5 separate regions of the Mus musculus genome follow, and regions 1, 2, 3 and 4 are each linked to region 5. Evidence: chromatin contacts called from public Hi-C, HiChIP or PLAC-seq and promoter capture Hi-C data. All regions are on one chromosome and are shown on one strand. The core of a region is the stretch at or near the end of the contact, and the rest is flanking DNA. Distances in the headings are between cores, read along the strand shown.

The links. Hi-C and Micro-C count contacts between places; a contact is called where the count stands out from the background. HiChIP or PLAC-seq counts read pairs in DNA pulled down with a chosen protein or histone mark. Capture Hi-C pulls out chosen DNA fragments and counts their contacts.
Region 1: a contact with region 5 is called in an H3K4me3 HiChIP or PLAC-seq map of pro-B cells, with 2.9 times the contacts expected there. The contact joins the promoter of Atp2a2 here to the promoter of Atxn2 in region 5. A contact is called at or near these places in 1 of 39 promoter capture datasets (pre-B cells), 1 of 484 Hi-C or Micro-C datasets (embryonic stem cells) and 3 of 115 datasets of contacts at active chromatin or transcription factors (astrocytes, large pre-B cells and pro-B cells).
Region 2: a contact with region 5 is called in a promoter capture Hi-C map of pancreatic islet. The contact joins the promoter of Tctn1 here to the promoter of Atxn2 in region 5. A contact is called at or near these places in 2 of 115 datasets of contacts at active chromatin or transcription factors (astrocytes and embryonic forebrain) and 1 of 9 other capture datasets (pancreatic islet).
Region 3: a Hi-C map of brain shows a contact between it and region 5, with 6 times the contacts expected there. The contact joins the promoter of Gpn3 here to the promoter of Atxn2 in region 5. A contact is called at or near these places in 1 of 39 promoter capture datasets (cranial neural crest), 2 of 484 Hi-C or Micro-C datasets (CD4 T cells and brain), 1 of 115 datasets of contacts at active chromatin or transcription factors (embryonic stem cells) and 1 of 9 other capture datasets (embryonic stem cells).
Region 4: a contact with region 5 is called in a promoter capture Hi-C map of adipose tissue. The contact joins the promoter of Pptc7 here to the promoter of Atxn2 in region 5. A contact is called at or near these places in 1 of 115 datasets of contacts at active chromatin or transcription factors (pancreatic cancer cells) and 1 of 9 other capture datasets (adipose tissue).

What each region holds. Positions count from the first base shown.
Region 1 is chr5:122,499,503-122,504,045 of GRCm38.p6, reverse strand. It overlaps Atp2a2 (ATPase, Ca++ transporting, cardiac muscle, slow twitch 2), which reads left to right and starts at 1,821. Exons shown (of 20, transcript NM_001110140.3): 1 at 1,821-2,478; 2 at 3,098-3,115; 3 at 3,233-3,315. The coding sequence starts at 2,361.
Region 2 is chr5:122,262,905-122,267,624 of GRCm38.p6, reverse strand. Tctn1 (tectonic family member 1) reads left to right here and starts at 3,165. Exons shown (of 14, transcript NM_001039153.3): 1 at 3,165-3,487. The coding sequence starts at 3,256.
Region 3 is chr5:122,369,997-122,374,195 of GRCm38.p6, reverse strand. Gpn3 (GPN-loop GTPase 3) reads right to left here and starts at 1,688. Exons shown (of 8, transcript NM_024216.2): 1 at 1,540-1,688; 2 at 177-285. The coding sequence starts at 1,587. Fam216a (family with sequence similarity 216, member A) reads left to right here and starts at 1,854. Exons shown (of 7, transcript NM_026883.4): 1 at 1,854-2,313; 2 at 3,623-3,681. The coding sequence starts at 2,249.
Region 4 is chr5:122,282,868-122,287,183 of GRCm38.p6, reverse strand. It overlaps Pptc7 (PTC7 protein phosphatase homolog), which reads right to left and starts at 2,786. Exons shown (of 6, transcript NM_177242.4): 1 at 2,275-2,786. The coding sequence starts at 2,515.
Region 5 is chr5:121,709,248-121,713,639 of GRCm38.p6, reverse strand. Atxn2 (ataxin 2) reads right to left here and starts at 2,031. Exons shown (of 25, transcript NM_009125.2): 1 at 1,364-2,031. The coding sequence starts at 2,004.

The DNA.
Region 1 (4,543 bases), core at 572-3,071, 790 kb before region 5:
ACTGGGAACCCGTGTTGTAGGGTGCACCTCCAGCCCCTGAAGGAGGGGACTACAGAACAAAAGCCAAACCCAGTGAGCATCACAGACAAACTAAGAGAGGTCATGACCTTCCTACTCTCAGTGCCCCTTGCTGTAGGTACGACAGAACTGGAATCCAGCTAGGAGGGAGACCCACCAGCTCTCCATCCCTCCCACCCTCTCACCCCCCACCTCGCAGGCAGTCACCTGATCCTCCAGAAGAGGCTGTGACCTAACCAGTTTCCACCTTGCTTCTAGGGAGTGCATTGCTATACACTAGAATTTTTGTTTGTTTGTTTCGTGTAGGGTTCTGTTGGTCCTGTTCCAAGTATCAATCAGAACTGCGTGCCAGCCTCCACTCCTTGGAAATAATTAAATGAAGTGACGTACTTGATTTTTTTTTTCAGTCGGGTAAAGCACCATGATTTGCATCTGCTGAAGGAATCTATCTTAAGTCTTGAGGCGGAGCCTTGTGGGACGTCTCAAGTGATTGGGGGGGGGGGGTGGCGTTGCTAAACACTCAAGAAGATGAAATGCTTTATTTTGCAATCTATGCCCTTCATGAAGCCGCATTTTGTGAAGATATTTGCAAATTCAATGCAAAGGGCCTCCTCCCTGTTAAGTATGGCTTCCCACATTCCTCTGCTTTTTAAATTTATTTTGTATGTTTTAGACAAGGTCCAACGTGGAAGACTGCTCCTAAACTCCTTCAGTGTCTGTCCATGACCTTGAACTCTTGATCCCGTGGCTTCCACTTCTGTTCGTGGGATCACAGGCGGGCTCCGTATAGCCTCTTTATATTGGCAAAATTACCTTGCATGCTAGGCTCTGTACAGACCTCACAGAAACAACAGATGATCTGTGGTTTAAGAATAGATTTGGGATTGAAGGCTCCTTCTCTCGCATTGGGGGAAGTGGAAGTCTTATATAGCAGCCATCATTTGGAAGCCAAAGCCAAGCCACCTAGCATAGCTGCTACAGCATAACCTGTGACTTCTATGCAGACGTGTGTCAAAGGCTGTGTGAGCTACTAAAAACGAAATAAAACTTCCTCCTTCCTCCCCCAAGAGTGGGATTCCCTGTCGGGGCACAGAACCCGCAGGGGAAGGAAGGGCTGGTGTTGGCGTGCGATGGAGATGAGGCTTTCGGCTGGGGGTGTGGGATGCGGTGTTCCCGAGGCGACAGATGAGCGCTTTTGGCTGTGTGGGAAGGGAACTGCGGAATTCCTCCCCTTGGTTGCTGAGGGGGGCTCTGAAGGAGACATTAGGATGCAGAGCACGGCTCGCGCTGCCCAGGACGCGGAGGCAAGCCAAGGACACCAGTGCGAGCGCGCCTCGGCCCCCCTGCGTTCCCGAGCCTCCCTGCCAATGCGCGGTCCCAGCCAGTCCCCAACCTCAGCGGCAGGGCAACCAGCACAGAGCGCCCACCCGTGAACTCCGCGCTCTATCCCCGCGCGCGGTCGATACGGGAAAAGCCGTGGCCCCGGAAAAGTCAGGCTCACCCTCCGCCCGCGCCGGTGGCCGCAGCGCATCGAGCACAGCGTGGACGCAGAGGTGGCCCTGGCCCCGTGCGCGCGCACAGGCGCCGCGCGCGGCCTCGATCCGGGTTCCTGGGGGGCGGCGCGCGGGAGGAGGCGGGGCCTGCTGGCGGCGTGGGCGCGCGGTGCGCGCGCGCGGGAGGGCGCCGGAGGAGGGGGCGGGGCCGCGCCGCCCGCGCCGCGCTGGGGGCTCTCTCGGCCAATGAGCGGCGTCCACATGCCGCGGCGGCGGCGAGAGGGGAGGCAGCGGCGGATAAATGCTATTAGAGCAGCCTCCGCGGAGCCGTCCCCGACGCCGCCACCTCCCGTCTCCTCCGCCGCAGTTCCCTCCGCCGCCGCTGTCGGGGGTGCAGAGCTGAGGGGCTCGGGCCGGCGCGCCGCGCAGCTCCTCTCCCGTCGCCTGCCTCGCGGTTCCCGGCGCCGAGGGCTCGGCCCGGCGCCGCTCCTCATCTGCGCCCCGTCTCCTCGGCGCAGCGCCCGGGGCCTGCGCTGCCCGCGGCCGGCTGGCAGCTGCTGAAGCGACCCACACTCGCGGCGGGGCGGGAGGCTCGCAGTCCCTCGGGCGGGCTCGGCGAGGCCGGGCCGCGTGCGGCGGTTTCTGGGGGAGGGGGCTCGGGTGATTCAGCGCCCCGGTCAGGCGGAAGCGGCCGCCGCCGCCGCGGAGGAGGAGGAGGAGAAGAAAAAGGAGGGGACAGCTGTCCGCGCCCGGGCGCCCGCGGTGGCACGAGCCCGCGGCCGGAGTGCGAGGCGGTAGGCGAGGAGGCCGCGGGGACGCGAGGCGAGGCCGGCCGGGGCCCCCGCAGCCATGGAGAACGCTCACACAAAGACCGTGGAGGAGGTGCTGGGCCACTTCGGGGTCAACGAGAGCACGGGGCTGAGCTTGGAGCAGGTCAAGAAGCTCAAGGAGAGATGGGGCTCCAACGGTAGGTGCGGGGCGCCGGGGCTGCAGCGGCGCGGCGCGGGCCCGAGCGCCAAGGAAGATGGCTGACCCGGCTCCACCTCGTGGGGCTTGGCTCGGCGCGGCGCCCGACGGCTGCGAGAGGCCGGGCGGTCCACGCGCGGGTCTGGGCCATCGCCGACCTCTAGGGGTCTCGAGCCGGTGACCTTCCCGGCCGGCGCTCAGCGAGTCGGATTGGGGGGGGGGGAGAGGGAGTGGGAAGGAGGGAGGAGGTTCCTGCGGCTGGGCTGAGTCCCCCGCGGATTTATGAGGCGTCGATGTTGTTGAGAAACCCTCGGACCGTTTCTTGTGCTCCCCAAAGTTGCACATCTGGCAGAAGTGATGACCCAGCTGAAATGACTGCATGGTCCTGGAGGCCGGAGAGGGCTTACGGGCAGTTCCGAGGCCACTGATTACCAGGGCTGAATAATTTTCTCGGGGTATCAAAGTGGAGACAGATTGTTGTACGTTCATACACCTATATCCGCCATTCAGACAACGATGGTGGTGAATTTAGCAGTTTTTAATAAAAGCGCTAATACAATATCTTCATTTTTCTTTCTGCTTTCCTCCTGACACGTTGCTGTCGAATTTCGGCCTTCTAGAATTGCCGGCTGAAGAAGGTAAATAATATTAACATGTTATTTTGGAGAGATGATGTGTGCAGGCTGATTGATGTGGACAATTGAAACAAATGGTTTGTTTTTTTTTTTTTTTTTTTTCCTTTCCTTTTCTAACAGGAAAAACCTTGCTGGAACTTGTGATTGAGCAGTTTGAAGACTTACTAGTTAGAATTTTACTGCTGGCAGCATGTATATCTTTCGTAAGTATTTAAAAAATTATTTTGTCTCCCCATAAAAGTTGAAAGAATTTCGTTGGGACACCAGAAAATAAATAATTACCATTGAGTTTCCGTGTTTAAAAACAAACAAACAAAATAACTCAAGAATTAGAGGGGGGAAAATGATAGAAGCTGTTTTGCTTAGGTTACAGTGCAGTGAGAGGTGACCCCTGACTGCGCAGGGTCTCTGGAATTCTTGTGTCTCACCAGTTTTTAGTATCAGAAAGTTCCTCACTCTAAGTCCTTTTCTGTTGGGGTTCTTCCATTTGTTATCATGTTGTAAGATCACACTACGATGATGTTGGGCACTCTGTAAATAGATCGTACAAAAGGAATATTCCAGTTGCTTTGCCTTCCTGGTGGTGGCAAGGTGACAGTTGTTCCTGACAGTGACAAGAATGATGACGGCAGTGATGGCACCACTGTTGACCAAATTTGGTCACTGACCTCTAGGGTGGCATCTAACCTGGACCCCTGTCTTGAGTGATTCCTAGAGTAAGAGAGCAAAGTTCAGTATTCTTGGTTCTAAATATTAAAGAGGGAATAAAGGTGAAGGTGGGGTTTTTGTTTGTTTTTTTTTCTTTCTTTCTTTCTTGTTCTGTATGTGCTTGAGCCAGTGTGGTTGCTAAGAAACTAGAGAAATGCAGAGAGAGACCTGCCTAAGAAAAGCTAATGGGGACGGCAAGGGTAGTTCTAGGTTATTAACATTTTACTCCAGGATTTTTTTTTCCTGGGCAGTGGACCTTATAGTTTCTTTTAAATGGTGATAATGGTATGCAGATGTTCTTAATCTTCATAACACACGCCAATTTTTATTCTTAGAACATTGTATTCTTATACTGTGATAGGAAGTGAAAAATCATACAGTACTTGTCTTAGGTTTCACAAAACTGATAACTGTATGGTTTCAATTATGTATTCACACGTTTAAGTCTGACCCAGGGGTTCTGTGGTCATGGCCTCTATGAAAACATTAGCTTAGAGGATTGTTTAGAGAACTTACTGAATTCAGGTAAAGGAAAGATTAATTTTTTAGCTATTTTTAAAATAATAGTTAATTGGCAGCAAAGGGGACTTTTAGGAGCAGTTGTATACATGAATTTTCTCCTGAAACTTTGGTTTGTCATCTACGTGTTGTGTACCCCTTACTCGCTAGCTCATTTCGTAAGAATTTCACCTGTGGTTTTCACTGAATAAAATTTATTAGATT
Region 2 (4,720 bases), core at 1,916-4,415, 550 kb before region 5:
GTTTTTGTTTTTCTGAGACAGGGTTTCTCTGTGTAGCCCTGGCTGTCCTGGAACTCACTTTGTAGACCAGGCTGACCTGGAACTCAGAAATCCACCTGCCTCTGCCTCCCAAGTGCTGGGCTTAAAGGCGTGCGCCACCACTTCCCAGCTCTGTTTATTCTTTCCAGTAAACTTGGGGTTATAGGTAATGTGCATGTGTTGTAACACGGGCTGCAGCAGCAGTGCCGACTGAAGAGGCCCCATGGAGCTTCAAGAAGAGGTGACCGAAAGAGGAACTTCCTGCAGGTCCCCCAAACAACAGTGAAAACATGTTTACATCACAGAACTCCAAACAGATGTCGGGAAGGCAAGAGCAACAGATCTCAAAGGGGTGTGTGTGGGGGGGTAAGGGTAGCTTAATTCCATTTTGAAGCCCGATTTCCATCCCATGTAGACCTTTAACCTTGCTAGGCAGCTGAAGCTGACTTTGAACCCCTGATCTTCCTGCCCGCCATCATCTCCGGAGTACTAGAATCACATTCCCTTCCTTCCTGCTGTTTTTCTCTCAGACAAGATCTTTCTATGTAGCTCAGGGTGGCCTTGAACTTGGGGCTGTTTCCCTGCTGAGTGTTTCAAGTATCTACTACACCTGGCCTCAGACTGTGTGCTTTGGTAACTGCAAAGTCAGTGGGTCAGCGCACGTCAGTTGATGGGATATTAAGAGCCAATTTAGGTTGAAGGTGCACACACCTGCAGTTCTGACACTAGGGGAGGCTGGCCAGGAAGGGGCAGAGGATACACAGTAAGACTTTGTCTAAAAAAAACCAACAACAACAACAAAAAACCAAGGCTGGAACCTGCCTTGGTATGGTGCCTTGGTATGGTGCCGTTGGTATGGTGCTTGTCTCGGATGCATGAGGCGCTAGGTTGGATCTCCAGGGTCATCTGTACTGGGTACAGCGATAGGCACCCTGCATCCCACCCACTTGGGAGGAAGGAGAGGGAAGACCGGAAGTTCAAAGTCATTCTTATTTACATAGTGAGTTTGAAGCCAGCTTGGGCTACAGGAGACACCCTGACTTGAAACAAACAAACAAACAAACAAACAAACAAATTTACCTGACAAGGAGACACCACCGCAAGCCTGTCAAGTTAGCCACAAACAAAAATGGAAGTGGAGTTGATCATGCCTAACCTCCCAGTGTTTCAAGAGCATCCAAAACTGGAGTTGTCAGACTCTATTGGTGGGGAAAGAACACTGGGGAGTGGCTCTGGAGAAAGGTTGGGCGGTTTCTTATAAACTTACACACAAGACCATAGAATGTACTTCTAGGAAGGGTATCCAAGAGAAATGCAAATACAGGTCTACTTAAAGTCTAGTATACCTGTTAGAACGGCTTTCATTAAAAACCACTGAGGGGCTGGCGAGATGGCTCAGCCAGTAGGAGCACTGACTGCTCTTCCAAAAGTCCTGTGTTCAAATCCCACCAACCACATGGTGGCTCACAACCACCCATAATGAGATCTGATGCCCTCTACTGGAGCATCTGAAGACAGCTACAGTGTACTTACATATAATAATAAATCAATCTTTAAAAACCACTGAAAACTAAAACCAAACCAAATTCTACACCCAGTAAACTTGTTACTTGTTGCCAACAAAAATGTTGACTGGGAAGAAACTCCAGCATAGGTGACTACTATATTGCTTATATTCATATATTCAGTTTTGAATAATGGAAGCGTCACATTTAGATGTGTGCTTTTATTTGGGTGCACACACTCATGCAGGTGCCCCCAGGGACCAGAGGACCGGTTTATATCCTTTAGAGCTGGAGTAACACAGGTGAGAAGCCACCATGCTGGTGCTGAGAACTAAACCCTGGTCTTCTCCAAGCAGCAAGGGCTCCTAATGGCTGAGTCATCTCTCTAGCCCCTAGATGGACTCAGTGAATTATGATGGAAAGAAAGAAAGAAAGAAACTAACAAATGAGTCCCCACTGTCCCCTAAGGCTTTCGAAATGTATGAGCAGATAACAGTCTACACCTTGAAGTCAAATGTCAGAAAATTACATTGAGGCTTGAGACTGGATAAAAGGATTTTGAGAACTTTTCACAGAATGATTTGAAGCACAGGGCTGTAAGACTTAAGGAAGGGCTGGAGAGATGGCTCAGCGGTTAAGAGCTTGGGCTGCTCTTCCAGAGGTCCTGAGTTCAATTCCCAGCAACCACTTGGTGGCTCATGTCATGTCTATGACTGTCTCATGGGATCTGATGCCCTCTGCTGGTGTACATACATACAGACACAACACCATATACAAAAAACAAAACAAAACAAAACATAACTAACCCTTAAAAAATACCTGAGAGACAGAGGCAGGTGGTTCTCCGAGTTCGAGGCCAGACTGGTCCACAGAGTGCATTCTGGGACAGTCAGGTCTACAGAGAGAAACCCTGTCTCAAATTCCTCCCCCATCCTCCCCCTACCAGTAAACACACACACACACACACACACACACACACACACACACACACACACACGATGAGAAGAACATTCCAAATGATATAATCATAAAGGCAGATATGGAGGTTGGATGCGGTGGTGCATGCCTGGCATGAGGCACTGACATAGGGCTGCCTTGGGTTCGAGATTAGTCAGGCACAGAGAGATCCCGTCTAAAAGAACCAAAAAGTTAAGAATTCTTTTGTTTCTCTTATCATAAATAAATCCGTGGACAGAAGTGCTCTGGCGACCTCCTGCGATGTATCCAAAGGCAAAGAAAGTAAAGAAAGTGTTACATGGGGTAAGAAATTCAATGTAACTTAAAGGAACCAAGTCACTTCTAAACATGCGCTGCGGGTCTTTTATTAGAAATACTCTCTTCTAGGCTCTGCCCTAGTCTTGACTGACTCCGAATTCTGTGAGGCTATAGCTGGGAATCTACATTTTTAAAAAAAAAAAAAAAAACAACCACGCAGCACCCAAAGTGTCACAACAGAAGTTTACATCTTCCGATTTTCTGAGGGCTCCTTAGAAAGAGCTGTCTCATACCCCGCCCCCACCGGCCCCGCCCCTCCTCTCCGATTCCGCCCAGGCCCCGCCTATAGCCTCGCCCAGCTCCCGCCCCATTCGCGGGTCTGACTTCAGGCCCCACCTTCTTCCGCAGACCAGTTTGGCCTCGCGAGCCCTTTCCCGTGATACCTAGCGCTAGGCTGTGACTGTTGCCCGGGCAACAGACGGGCCTAGCTCCCCGGCGCGGGCTACTCTGCTAGGCCATGGGGTCGCGGGGTCTCCCGCCGCTCCTGCTGGTGCTCCTAAACTGCTACACCTCTTCGAGCACCCAGGTCATTGCCATCCCGGCTGCGGCCACCCCAGCAGTGACGAAGGAGGATCTCAATTCCACCAAGGCCACCCCCACCACTCTGCAGCCCTCCCTGTCGCCTAGGACCCCGGGAACTCCCAGGGCACCGGAGCGCTCTGGCCCCAGGCCTACCCCGGTCACGGACGGTGGGTACAAAGGGGTGACCCCCCTGGAGCGGGTACACCAGCTCAAAGTTACCCCCTTCTCAGCCTCCCTGTCGTTACCCTCAGGGGGAGATCGGATCTCTGGCACACAAATGCGGAGGGCGGGGCTCAGTTACTCCCTTTTCCGCATCATTGCAGACGGCTGCAGTGGGGTACTAGATAGAAACCTACAGAATGAGTTGAAGGCAGTACTGGTAGAAGAAAGAGTGCTAAGTGGATCTTCGTCCTCTCCACGCAGACACACGGACATGGGCATCCCAGTTGTGTCTAGATTACTGAGAGCCCAGCAGATATTTTCAGGGTGATTAAGTGCGTTTTAGACATTTTTTACCAGCTAAATGGAGTTATTAAACACACCTGTTTCATCCGTATCTACTTACCGCTCGGAATTTGAAGCTTTGGCAACAATTCGTGGTTGTAAATTTAAACACATGAGGTAGTGGACTTAATTGCTCTCTCCCTTTTACCCATCCCAGTGAAGGGAGTATGGCGTTCTTTTAGTGAGTACGCGCAGTTGTCCATGGCTAGAGAGGACCTAGTCAAGGAGGAGCTAATTTGTCTTTCGGACTAAGAAAGCATTTTTCATTTATCAATAAAACTCCCCTTTCCCTTCGTGCCTTTCCAGAGCGTTATACCACTTTCGGGGGGAATTTTTTCTAAATCTTAAAAAAGTATTTTAAATTGTGTGTGCATATTTGTATATGTTTGTGAGGATGGGGTGGATATATATTGGCGCCCTTGGAGAACCGAAGTGGGGAGCTGGAGTTTGTTTGAGAGCTGGCTGACTTGGGTCCTGGGAACAGAAGTTAGGTCCTGTATACAAGCAGTATGTGCTTTTAACTCCTGAGCCATCTCCCCAGCCTGTTCTAGAACCATTCCAGTCTCCTGCCTTCGCCTTCTTTCCTAACTTTGTTCCTGACAGGTTTGCTAAGTGACCCAGACTGGCCTGTAACCTGACATCTTCCTGACTCTGCCTCCCAGTTGCTGAGATTCCCAGGTGTGGGCCTCCCAGCCTGCCTCCCATCTCTAGAGCTTGTTTTTTTGTTTTGGTTTTTTTTTTTTTGTAAATTTTGAAACCATTCATTCATACAAATAAGAATGCTATGACATCCCGTCAGCATTTGGCTAAAATTCTTTGTTTGAAGCCTGAGATTATTGCCCCTCTTCCCCAAAAGGAAACCAAACATTACAGTTAAGATGCAGCCCAGGGGGCTG
Region 3 (4,199 bases), core at 439-2,938, 660 kb before region 5:
AAGACCAGAAAAGGAGGCCATGGCATCCACACCCACAAACACCACCATGAAATGGCCCGTGGCCTCATCTTGCTCCTCCTCACCCCGGGGCTGAGCACGTGAATAACTGAGCAGCCGGCTTCCAGTGCCTTCTGAGCTTTACGGTGCCTGAAGAAGGTGGCCCTGCCGGGACTTACCGGCCATGACAGGGTAGTTGAAGTGTTCTGCCGCCGGGTCCAGGTTGACCACCTGGACAGATCGGTTGAGGGCTTCACAGTGCTGAACCATGGTGGAACAGTAGGTGCTCTGTAACGTGACAAGGTGGGGGGTTAGCACCCAAGGCAGTAGCGTACCGCCCTCCACATGCCCAGACAATTCTCCCCTCTCTGAGCCAGTGTCCACCCAAGCCAAACTGCACCTCCAGGGAAACCCTGGGAAGGCGATGAGACCAGAGCTGCAGATCTAGATGCAGGGCGTGGGCTCAGGATGTTTCTTTAACACAGTCTACAAATTAACGTAGGTTACAGAAATGACCTCCTCCACGCTCCACGCTTCCTTTTGACAGCCTGTTCTCTCTACCTAGGACAGCCCCACCATACAGATGCACTGTAACTGACAGGTGAGCTGTGTACCTTCCAGATCAGATGACAGGCCCTGTGGAGTCACACAGCCATCTCTAGTACTCTGAATATTGTATTTATTAAATATTAAAATGATACAAACACCTCTATAGACTCTAGGCATCCCTCAAATGTCACCATTGCCGTTTCTACTGTGCTTAAGTGTCCTTAGCATCATTCTCTTAATATGTACACAAAGAAACACTGTATCACACAAAAAAAATAAATATAAAAACTAGAGCCAGGCAGTGGTGGCAGACGCCTTTAATCCCAGCACGTGGGAGGCTGAGGCAGGCGGATTTCTGAGTTCAAGGCCAGCCTGGTCTACAGAGTGAGTTCCAGGACAGCCAGGGCTACACAGAAAAACCCTGTCTCAAAGGAAAAAGAAAAAAATGCCCACAAACAGTGCATATCTACAAACTTATCTGAAACCCATACTCCAAACTTCTGAGAAAAAGGGAAGAAAAGACCCCATACTGGGTGCGTGGCAGGGGGCCTTGTCTGGAATTAGACAGGGGAAAAAAAACCAAAAAAACAAAAAGACCAACAACCCAGACTCAGATTCCGGGGCGGACCTAAGTAAGCGTATGATTTTGAACAAAATAAACCTTTCTGTGTTTGTAATCTGTAGAATGGGTATAGGATCAAGCACACAGAATGGATATGAAGACACCTGGAACGACCAGGGCAGTTCCTGGAGCAAAGGTGTCCTGCAGCTCTGTCTGGGTGCTGGACAGAACTGAAGTCTTTTGGGAGGACAGAACAAGCTCTTGAGCGCTCAGCCCTCTCTCAAGCCGCTCAAGAGCTATTAAAGCTGCTATCACTCCCAGACAAACAAAAAAAAAAAAAAAAGCAAGGTACAAGCAGAGAGCAGGAAGCCGTATACCCAGGGTTTCCCCGGAGCCCAGCCACCCACGCACCGCAGCTCCTCCAGGCTCACCTTCCCGCTGCCCGCGGGGCCCATGACGAGCTGCGCATATCGAGGCATGCCGCCTCTCCGGGGGTTTCACACACAGCCGACGGCCACACTCCCTTCAGCCTTCGCGCGACAGCCACGGCGTTCCGGGGAATGTGCGTAGGAGCCAATCGCAACCACAGATCGCTCGTTCAGCACGGGTATTTACTACACCATAGACTACGGAGCGTCCCCAGGGCCAAAATGCCTTCCGAAACGCGTGCCGTGCTCAGAGAGGAGGCGGGGACACGAGTTCGTTCACGCGTGCGCAGAGAGAGAAAGAGAAAGAGCCGAGAGCCGTTATCGGTTGGGCCTCCGGCGAAGGCGGTTGCCTAGGTGATAGCGGATCGCGAATTACGCTCCGCGCCCCCGGGCCGCAGCACCGGTGCTTGGGTTTGACACATAGGGTGACAACCGAAGGTCTGCAGGTCCTCTGAGGGTCTAGAATACTGAGGTGGATAAGGAATACTTGCTTTAGGGTGCGTGTGGATGGATTTGCCCTGACGCGTCCTTGTCAGCGAGAGATGCCCAGGCGCAGGAGCCTGGTTACCTGAGGTTCCTCCGCCCTCGGGTCTACAGCTCCAGGAACTCGGGTCTTCCTCCGCACCATCCGGCGGCCACTTGAGCAGGGTCGGAGTGGGGAGAGCCGGAGGCCGCCGACTCAGAGCCGGTGTGGTGCACGCGTGTGGACGGGATGCCGAGCCGTTGGCCCGGGGTCGCGGGGCCGCCCGCCTTGGCCCGGACGGAAGGCGGTGAAGGGTGAGGCGGCCTTGGGAACCCCTGCCGAGGAGGCGCGAGACGGGGGGGGGGGGGGGGGGGGGGGGAGCGGGCTCTAGCGGGGCTCGGCTGCCGAGGCGGCCTCGGAGCAGGACAGAGACTGAGCTTTCGGGCTCCTAACCTGGCGGGGAGCCGAGGGTCCAGCCGCCTCGGGCCTGGGAAGGTTTTAACTGTCCCCTAGATGGCTGAGGACAGTTGACTTCTGATATCACAGCTGGATGCCATGCTTCCCTGTCCCCCTCCTGGCCTCCTTCCTTAAAAAAATCAAGAGGCGGGATGACTGGGATCCAACTAGGCCCACAATCATGGCTCTTGTAGAATCTGAATCCGTGGCCATGAAATAAAAATATATTTATGTTTATTAAGTACATTATTATTAAATGTACATTTTATTGTAAATATATATTTGGTGCTAAGACTTTTTTTTTTTTTTCCCCGAGACAGGGTTTCTCTGTGTAGCCCTGGCTGTCCTGGAACTCACTGTAGACCAGGCTGGCCTGAACTCAGAAATCCACCTGCCTCTGCCTCCCGAGTGCTGGGATTAAAGGCGTGTGCCACCACTACCCGGCTACAGGAATCAATTTCATTTTTTGAAAAAAGTAAAAAGACCAGATCCATGATTGGAAACAATTAACAAACCAGCGTACTAGTTCCAGCACAACGTAATTGTTCTTTCCAGGACAGAAATTACTTCTATTAAAGAACAAGAAAGATATCATGTGGCTAAGTACAGGAACCAAGCAAACTACAGGCTTGATCTCACTGTAGAATTAGACTAGGACGCTATGAGACCAGATTTACCTAAGTCCTTTCTGGTAAAGTAAATATTAGACTAGGGATCCAGCTTGGTGGTAGTAGAGCACTTGTATAGTGTTGGTTAGCCCTGAGTTCTATCTCCCAGTAACATACACACACTCACACGTTCATCCTAGTATGCTAAAAATCTGACCACTCACTTAGAAAAAGCTGTATTCTTTTTTGTAGCCAATCTAGAGGAGAAACTTGGTAAGACATTGATGGAAACAGGAAAAAGTCAAGAGCGTGTGCAGCTGTCTCTGTTTTCAGACATCCAGTCCAGCTGGGAGTGGTGCCGCACGTCTTTAATCCCAGCACTCTGGAGGCAGAGGCAGGCGTATTTCTGAGTTCGAGGCCAGCCTGGTCTACAGAGTGAGTTCCAGGACAGCCAGGGCTACACAGGGAAACCCTGTCTTGAAAAAAAAAAACCCAAAACATTCAGTCCTCAGTGGCTATGAGGCTGCCAGATTACATTATGCGTGTTCTTTGCTAACAGATCAGCTGGACATTCTTATCCCCAGAATTCCAAGGGCACTGGCGAGCAGCATAAAGCAGGTAATGCATGTGGATTACAGATTTGAGAGAACCCAGGTTCCCTGTAACTAAGTACACAGTGCAGTGTTACCAATCGGCAAAATGGCACAGCAGCTAAGGACACTTGTGGTCAAGCTGGACGACCTGAGTTCAGTTCCCCCAGAACCCACCGGGTAGGCGAGGACTCTCCTTTTGAGTTGTACTCTTTTAAGAGTTTCAAAGATGAGCTCTTTACCTTTTGTTAATATATAATGATTTTTTTTAAAGTACCAGTGAATTGTAAAAGAAATATGTTTAGAATTAGCAACGGTTGGAAAGTGCAGGGCTTTACACCTGTTGTTTACACATGCACTATTGGGGAGAATCCTGCATGAACAGCTTCGGAAACCATAAGCTATTTCACAGGAAGCACTTTCAAAATACCACTTTGCTGATCAAGTTAAGAGAGAGAGGAAAAGAAAGCCTCTAAGGGCCTCTTAGTAACTTTGCAGGCTAAGGGTTAAGGGGAGGTCGGGTGTGCTGGCCTTGGTGACATGGGT
Region 4 (4,316 bases), core at 1,537-4,036, 570 kb before region 5:
CCACAAATTACAGAGCTACTTAGTTGCAAAGCTTAACCTCAAAGTAGGCATGGTTTCTGCCAGAATGCCAGAGCAGGAGATGAAATCTGTGCTTTTTTAGAAAGGGTCTGACCAGTATCTCCCGTACCCTTGTAAATATGCCACAATGCCAAGATAGCAGCGTGTTCAAATTCAGCAGAGACTTAATACATTCAGATACAGTAGTCCCCTTTCTTCTTGAGGGATACATTCAAGGCCCCTAGTGGATGCCTGAGCCTCAGAGAGTACTGAACCCTCTAAGTACTTTTTCAAATACATATATAGCTATGATAAAGAATAATTTGTAAGCTGGGCAGTGGTGGCACATGCCTTTAATCCCAGCACTTGGGAGGCAGAGGCAGGTGAATTTCTGAGTTCGAGGCCAGCCTGATCTACAAAGTGAGTTCCAGGACAGCCAGGGCTACACAGAGAAACCCTGTCTCGAAAAACAAACAAACAAACCCTAAGAGTGGTTCACTCCAGGTATTTGTCAATGTGATATGCTCAGACCCAGGTCTAGAAAGTACTATTACTGCCAATCAATCAAACCACAGATTTCTCACAAAAATAAAATCAAGCCCAAAAAACTAGCTTGTAGTCAGCTTTATAAAACGACCTTTCCTGGCTCATCATCGCTTAACCTGTCCGTATGACTGCAGCTCCTGACATCTTTTTGGTGGTGTTGGGTCTTGAACAAGGGCCTCATGCATGGGTGGCAAGTTAGCAGCCTATACTACCCACGGCTCACTGTGACTTCAAAGGCAGCACAGACCCTAAGTTCCCCAAGCGAAGGGCTGCTGGCTGCCTAGGTGACTTGCAGAAGCCGCAAACGGCAGCCTCTCAATAGACTTCACGGCGAATCTGTATACTTCCAAACCTAGGGAGGCTCTCTGAAAGGTTGGTACCAATAGTGCGGTCTAAATACTACAAGATTTTTCTCAACACAGATGAAGAGGTTATTCATCAATTAAAATGAGAACCAACCCCGGTATCATGCTTACAAACACTCCATGTGACAAAACCAAAACTCACAAGGTTATCTGATTTGAAAATGTCAAGAGCTGGGAGCTGGGCACACACCTGTATCTTCAGCAAGAGCTGAAGGTCAGCCTGCACTAAACAGCAAACGAGCTACAAAGACACTGTTCACACGAAAAAGAAAGAAGGAGAAAAAAAAAACGGCAAACAATTACTGTCACAAAAACTATTATTTGCTCCGATGCCATATTTTGTCTAAGCCTATGAAGCTTTTAAGTAACCATAAACTCAATGTCACTGGAGAAGTGAAACCAACGTGACATTTGAACCTAGGCGCCAATGACAGTCTGTCCTTCAATATCAAAAGAAGAGCTTCCCGAACTGAAAGACCTTTAGTGGCATACAGGGAACTCTCCAAGGGCATACCCTAGGTAAAGTTTCTGACAGCTTGTGCATTTGTTTAGGCCTTTGGACAGCTCTCTCTCTCTCTCTCTCTCTCTCTCTCTCTTTCTCTCTCTCTCCTCTCTCTCTCTCTCTCTCCTCTAGTAACTGGGATAGATCTTAGGAAGCACCTGTGGCCTAAAAAGCTGTGACCGAGTCTCACAGCCTTTTTGGCTGCAGCCTACAAGCAGGTCCAGCCATTCTATTTTGGGTCAAGGAGACCTTTCTGCCACCCCCAAGTGACCTCAAGTAGACAAGCTGGGTTAGGGAGAAAGCACTGCTAGAATTTCTAACCAGGCCAGCAGTCCACCCACAACCCCACGGCCCTTCCCGAAAAGGATGGCAATCCGAGGACGGTCCAGGCAGCGGGAAGAACCCACGACGGGGGGCTGTGGGCTCCCCGCCGTCTGTCTTCGGGTCTGCTCCCGGATCCCGCAGCTGGGACCGGGCCGTGGCGTCAGGAGCTCGCCAAGAAGCAGGGATTCCCGGGGCGCCAAGAGGGAGGAGGGAGTGAGGCAAAGCGAGGTTAGCAGCCTGCAGGTGTCGCCGAACGAGGAGGACGAGGTCGCGTGGGGGCTGTGACTAAGAAGAGTGCGCGGTTCTGCACCGGGACGGACTGGACACATTCCCAAGGCGGTGACCTTGGGCACGTGGCTCCACCGCTCTGTCCCTCAGTTTCCCCATTTCTAAAGTGTGGGGATGGGGAGGGAGGGATCGTGAGGCAGAAAACGCATCTCGGGGCGCTCGGCAAGGCGCTGCGCTGCGCTCAGCGGAGGAAGCAGGGAAGACTCGCACTCCGGAGTCCCCAGGAGGCCGACTTGGGGCCGGGGGACTCACCCAGGACGTCGGCCGAGCGGTGGCGGGCCACGAAACACGCGTCGTCCCCGTAGCACGCGCCCTTCTTGAGCAGGCCCTTACGGAAGTCCTTGCCGAAGCCGCAGCCCGCCGTCACCAACCCGTAGTCGCCGCTGCTGCCACCACCGCCGCCGCCGCCGCCGCCCGCCCTGGGGTCGGTCTGCGACAGGCCGCCGAGCACGGCACGGGCCACCAGGCGTCCATACGACAAGACCGAGAACATCGCCGCCGCCGCCCCCCCGAGGAGGCGCGGGGCCCGGGGCGCCGGAGGACGCCGAGGCCCGGAGCCGGCTCTCTCCTCCGCCGCAGCCGCGCCGCCGGGGCGTTCCTCAGGGCGGCGCGCACTGGCCACTGCCGCCCCTGCCCGCCGCACGGGGCCTCGCACACGCTCTACCGCACGCACTGGAGCCAGAGCGAGGTCAGAGCCGGCGGCTCCTCCGCCTCAACCACACTGGGGTCCCGGCTGCAGCCGCCGCCGCCGCCGCCATCTTCCGCTCCACTAGCGTGTTCCGGGCCGCGCCGGCAGCGCCGCCCCCTCTCCGACCCCGCCCCGGCCCCGCCCCCTCTCCGCGGCTCAGGTCCAAGCCCCGCCCCCTCGGACTCGCAGCCCTATGTAGTCACCGGAATCGAGCGTGCGCAAAGGGTGTGGGCGCAGTGTCTCCTGGAAGTCGTAGTTAAGAGTTATAGTCGCTTTGGTCTTGGCTACCTGTGATCCAGGAGTTAGATTTACCAGAGGACTGTAAATTATTGAGAATGACCGGTAGACTGGGTTGTTGGGGGTTTTTTTTGGGGGGGAATTAGAATGGGTGTCCTGTTTTGATTTTTTTTCTCTCTCACCACCTTTTTTTTTCCCTCTTCTGATTTTTTTGAGATAGAGTTTCATCAAGCACAGGCTGACCTCAGACTCGCTCTGTCACCAAGGTTGGCCTTGGATTCCTTCTGATCTTGCCTACAGCTTCTCAAGTTCAAGGATTACAAATTATGTGCCACTATATCTTGTTTAACAGTTTCTTCCATACACACCACATACACACACCCTCTCTCTATATATATTCCTTTACATAACTGTAAGAAACCAAGATTGGGATTCTACACCATCTAGTATACTGGGTGAGAAACGGCAATCCTAACATTTCCATTATTCCTGTGTCTTGAAAGCCCCAGATCTAGTACCCTAGATCCTAAGTTTGACAGTCAACCTGGCCAAGCAGGTCTTTTTCCTGCCTCTGATTTGGAGGCCTTCAGAAACTGTGGAGGGCTGAGAGAACTGCCAAGATGAGGCCTCTTTCTCCAGCCACAGCTGCCTTCTCTTTTCAAGAGGGTCATCCCTTGGCAGAAAGAAGGGGTCAGGCATGATGGCCTATAGCTCTAATCCCTGGCAGTTAGGAGGCAGAGGTAGGCAGATCTGTGAACATGAGGCCAGCCTGATCTACATAGTGAGTTACAGGTCAGTTAAGGTTACATAGACACCCTGTCTCAAAAAAGAAAGAAAGAAAGAAAGAAAGAAAGAAAGAAAGAAAGAAAGAAAGAAAGAAAGAAAGAAAGAGAGAGAGAAAGAGAGAGAAAGAAAGAAAGAAGAGAGAGGGAGATAAAGAAGAGAGGGGGCACTTTCTATTTTATTTTTTCTAAAACTCTTGGCCTATTTGAACAAAGATCAAACAGCCTTCCCCAAATATTAACAATTGTAAGTTATTTCCCTAAGAAATTATTTCAGTTGAGTAACAGCAAAGACTCTTTATCATCATCATCGTCATTACTGTTCTTTTTTTTTTTTTTTAAGATTTATTTATTATTATATCTAAGTACACTGTAACTGTCTTCAGACACACCAGAAGAGGGCGTCAGATCTCATTATGGATGGTTGTGAGCTACCATGTGGTTGCTGGGATTTGAACTCAGGATCTTCGGAAGAGCAGTCGGTGCTCTTAACCACTGAGCCATCTCTCCAGCCCGTCATTACTGTTCTTAAGAGAACTTTTTAAGCTGAGCAGTGGTGGCGCACGCCTTTAATCCCAGCACTTGGG
Region 5 (4,392 bases), core at 782-3,281:
ACTTCTGCTGTAGAGGAACACTCTCTGGAAACGGACAGCAGGACAATGCGGCTAAGAAGAAAACTCCGTACAAGAAAAATCCCCTTGCCCACCTCCTAAGTCCTGGATGTCTATTTAAGGAGGAGGCTGCTCCAGGCCCTGCCAGCCAGGCCTAGGCCAGAGGGAGGCACAGTAGTGCCTGTAACACAGGGGCACAGGGGAAAAGGACTTGCATGCCCTTGGTAAGCTCTGGCGGCGGCGTTTCCCAAGTTAAGGACACCGGCCACAATGGAATGGAGTCTATTGGCATCTGCCTCTCCGTTTTAACACTAAGCATTTTCTTAGTTCGTGAAATACGAACTGACAAGCACCCCCACCACTCCCCACCCCCGCACGCACACACCCTCCAGAGTCCAGTCACACAGGACAGCACCCCAGCCTACCAACGAGATCGGGCCCAGGGAAGGGGAGAGGGGGACCAGGGCGCAAGCCAACACTCGGGAGTTGTTGCCTTCGGACCCGCACCAACTCCTCTGTTGCGGCGCCTCACCCCTAAAAATTGCAGGAACTGGGCCGGGGGGGGGGGGGGTTGGGAGGGAAAATGCGGTGCGTGTCCAGAGCCCGCGGCCAACCCACCTCAAGAGTCCGGCCCTCGCCCACCTCTATTCAAAGGCGCCTTCTGCTCCGCGGACGAGGAACAGCAATGCGGATCGGCCACCACCCGCGCGCAGGGGACCTTGCGGGGAAGGAGGGAGGCGGGCCTGGAGGGAGCCGGGCACTCCCACCCCTTCCCCAGTTGGGGGGGGGGAGGGGAAGAACGGCCCGCTGCGGGAACCCCGCCGCCCCAGATCTAAAGGGGGATGGGTGCGTTAGGCCGCTGGCACCCACCTCGCCTCCGTCGCCCACCTTCCCAGGGTCTGCGGGGCGGGGGATAGATATGCAGGACACCCGGCTTGACCCTACCTGGGGCGGCTGGGCCTCAATCTCCCCTCCTCCCTCCCGACTCCCCACCCGGCAAAGAGGCTCATTTCAGGAGAGGATCCCCCCACCCCCTGCGACCCGCACCCAGGCTCAGCCGCCCTTCTATCGGGGGGGGGGGCGCAGCAAGGGGGTGGGGCGGGATACCAATCGCCCCTGGCACACCCGGGAGGGGCAGGGGGCCGCCAGGGCCGTCCATCTTGGCCGTCTGGGGGGAGGGGACGCGATGGTGCGGGAGGCTGGACACGGCCCGAGAAGCCCGAAGGAATCTGCCGGCGCCTCCCGCCCCTCCGCGGGCCCCCCGGCACATCGCGAAGCCGGCCGGTCACGGGGCGCGAGGCGGGGGAGGGGACGAGCGGCGCGGGATCGGCCCGGCGCGGAGGGGGCTGGGGGAGCTGACACCCACCTGCCCAGGCCGGGACGCCCGCCGCCCGCGGCCGCCGAGGAAGACGCCACCGGCGCGGCCGGGGCCGGCACCACGGAAGCCGAGGTCACCGCGGCCGAGGCCGGCGCGGCGCCGGGCGACGAGAGCAGGCCGCCGCCGGGCTTGCGGCCAGTGGCGGGCGCGGGCGGCTGCGGCTGCGGCTTCAGCGACATGGTGAGCGGCCCATACACCGGCTCGCACGCCGGGCGGGGACAGCCGGGTGCCGGGCGCGCCGAGGAGGAGACGCCGGAGCGCGGCGGGGACGCGCGGACGCCGGGCGGGCAGGCGCGGGCCGGCGTGGCCGCGGGGGCCAGAGGCAGCAGGACAACGACGAAGGGGCGGGGAGGCCCGCAGACACCGAGCAGCCGCCGGGAGCCGGGCCGGGACGCGCCGTGGCCGTTGCTACCAAAACAGTCTGAGGCGCAGGGTGGCGAGCGCGGCCCGCGGGGAGGGGCGCCGGGGCCGCGCGGGGGAGGGCCGGCGGAGGGATACGCCACCGCGCCGCCCCGCCCGCCGCGCCGCGCCGTCCGCGGGAGCGAGCGCCGCGCGGCCCAGCCCGCCGGGCGGCGCGGCTCGGGGTCCCCCGCCGCGGGCCGCTGAGCGGCGGCGGTGGACGAACGCATGGGACCCGGGCTGGCGGACGCGGACGGGGTTGACGCGGGCCTGGAGGGCGCGGAGATGCGAAACAGACCCGGGGCGGGGGAGGTGTCGGGGGTGGGGGGGGGGACTCTTTACCGGAAGTCGGAAGGGTCAGGCGGAAGTCGAACGTGAGACGGCCCGGGGGGCCGATCAGGGACACGTGAGGAGCGGGGCGCAGCGCTGGGCCGCGTTCGCTCTCCCCGGGGTCGAACTAGGGCCGTGGAGGGGGCCAGGAGGGATCCGCCCTCGCCAAGGCGGGTCTGAACTTCGGGATCTGCTTCGGGGACGGGCGCCGTGAGCTGCTCGGGTGTCCTCGACCCCCTTGGAGGACCTTGATTTCACCCCACCCCCACCCCACCAAATCACAACTTAGAGGATGGCCTGCGGGCACCTTCGGGGCGGGGACCTGCAATCGGGGCCTGGCACACAGTAGGCCCCCAGGTGCCACTGCGTGCCGACTTGCCCTGCCAGCGTGGGGAAGCTTGCCGCCTCAGAAGCCACCGCCAGCTGCTTCACTTTGCCCCACTTTATTCACCCCGGCGAACTGTTGGGTCTCTGACCTTCATTTGAACCCTCTTTTTTTTTTTCCCCCTAGCTCGCTCGGACTTCTTAGTTCCTCCTTCAGGGGACCCGAAGGGAAATGGACCTGATTGGTAGTAGAACTGGGTGATGGGGTCTCCCTCGGTGAAGACTAAACAGACTTTCCCAAGAATGTCAACTTTAGACCTTGACCCCTTTTAAAAACTTTTACTTTAACTCGGGAAGGCCACCAAACACTGGTCCGTTTTTTTTTTTAAGGTGTTGTAATTAAATTGGAAACAAATGGTTAACTTTTTTCAAATGAGTTTAAATTGGTTTTTTTTTTTTTCTTTCTTTTCTAAGTGAAATTGCTTAAGAAGGTGATGGGCCGAGGGAAAAAAAAAAACCCTCAACCTATTAAAGTCATTCCAGTGAATTAAAGGCAGGCATGGTGTTCTTGCCTGTAGTACGAGCACTTGGGAAATGGAAGGAGGATTAGACAGTCAAGGTCATCTTCACCTTCATGAGGGAATTCTAGGCCAGGCTAAGCTACAAGAGACCCAGTCTCAAGAAGGGGCAATTCAATGAAGAGTTACCCCTGGTTATGGCACATGCCTTTAATCCCAGCTCTGGACAGGCAACTGGATCTCTTGAGTTCCAGACTTGTTGGTCTACATGGATTTTTTTTTTTTTAAGTAGCTAGCAGATAGCTCAGAAGGTAAAGGCCCAGGCTGCCTAAGCTCACCACCTAACTCTCAACCCTGGAGCTGGCATGTGGAAGAAGAAAACTTAAATGCTTGGAATTGTCCCCAGCCCTCCACCCTTGGATTGTGCCACACATATATAAGCAATATAAGTATGACCTTGTCGGTGGTGGTTTTTGTTCTTGTTTGGTTTTTTCCGAGACAGGGTTTCTCTGTGTAACAGCCCTGGCTGTTCTGGAACTCACATAGATCCACCTGCCTGCTGAGATCAAAGACCTGCTTCACCATGACTGGCCATAAATATGACTTTAAAAAAAAAAGAGAGAAAAATGGATCTGGGGTGTCAGTTTTAGATAGGGAGTATAGCATTGCCTCTCCAGCTCCACACCCCTGGTCCACCTGTGAATAATTAAAAAGAAAAACTTAGAACGTATATAAGAGTTACTAGTAGTCCAGTTGAAATTCAATTAACCTACATAGCCCAAATAAAAATTGTCATATTTGGTGAACACTTTCTAAAAGGTCATTGTTATTTCCCAAGAACATGGAGAGAGGGAAAGTTAGCCTTCCTAGATGTGGTGGTCCTTGAAAAAGTGACCCTGAAGAAGCCTGACATGAAAGCAAAGCCTTGAATCCCAGCATTCGGGAGATAGAGGTCACAGGGAAAAGAGTTCAAGGCCAACCTTGGCTACTACTACATAGTACATTTTTACCAGCTCTGTGAAACACTGTTTCCAAAAGAAGCCAAAATAAGTAACAAATCTAGGGTTTAAAACATTACTTGAGCCCGGCAGTGGTGGCGCAGGCCTTTAATCCCAGCACTTGGGAGGCAGAGGCAGGTGAATTTCTAAATTCTAGGCCAACCTAGTCTACAGAGTGAGTTCCAAGACAGCCATGGCTAGACAGACAAACCCTGTCTCCAACCACCAACCCCCCCCCCAAAAAAAAAAACAGTACCTGATTCCTAAATTGAAAATGAATTCGTAAAATATATACTAATACCGGTAAGTTCATGTTAAAGGTTTTTTTTTTTTTTAATTTTATGTGCATTGGTGTTTGGCCTGCACATAGGTCTGTGTGAGGGAGTCAGATCCACTGGAAATTTGAGTTATAGACAGATGTGAGTTGCCATGTCGGTGGTAGGAATTG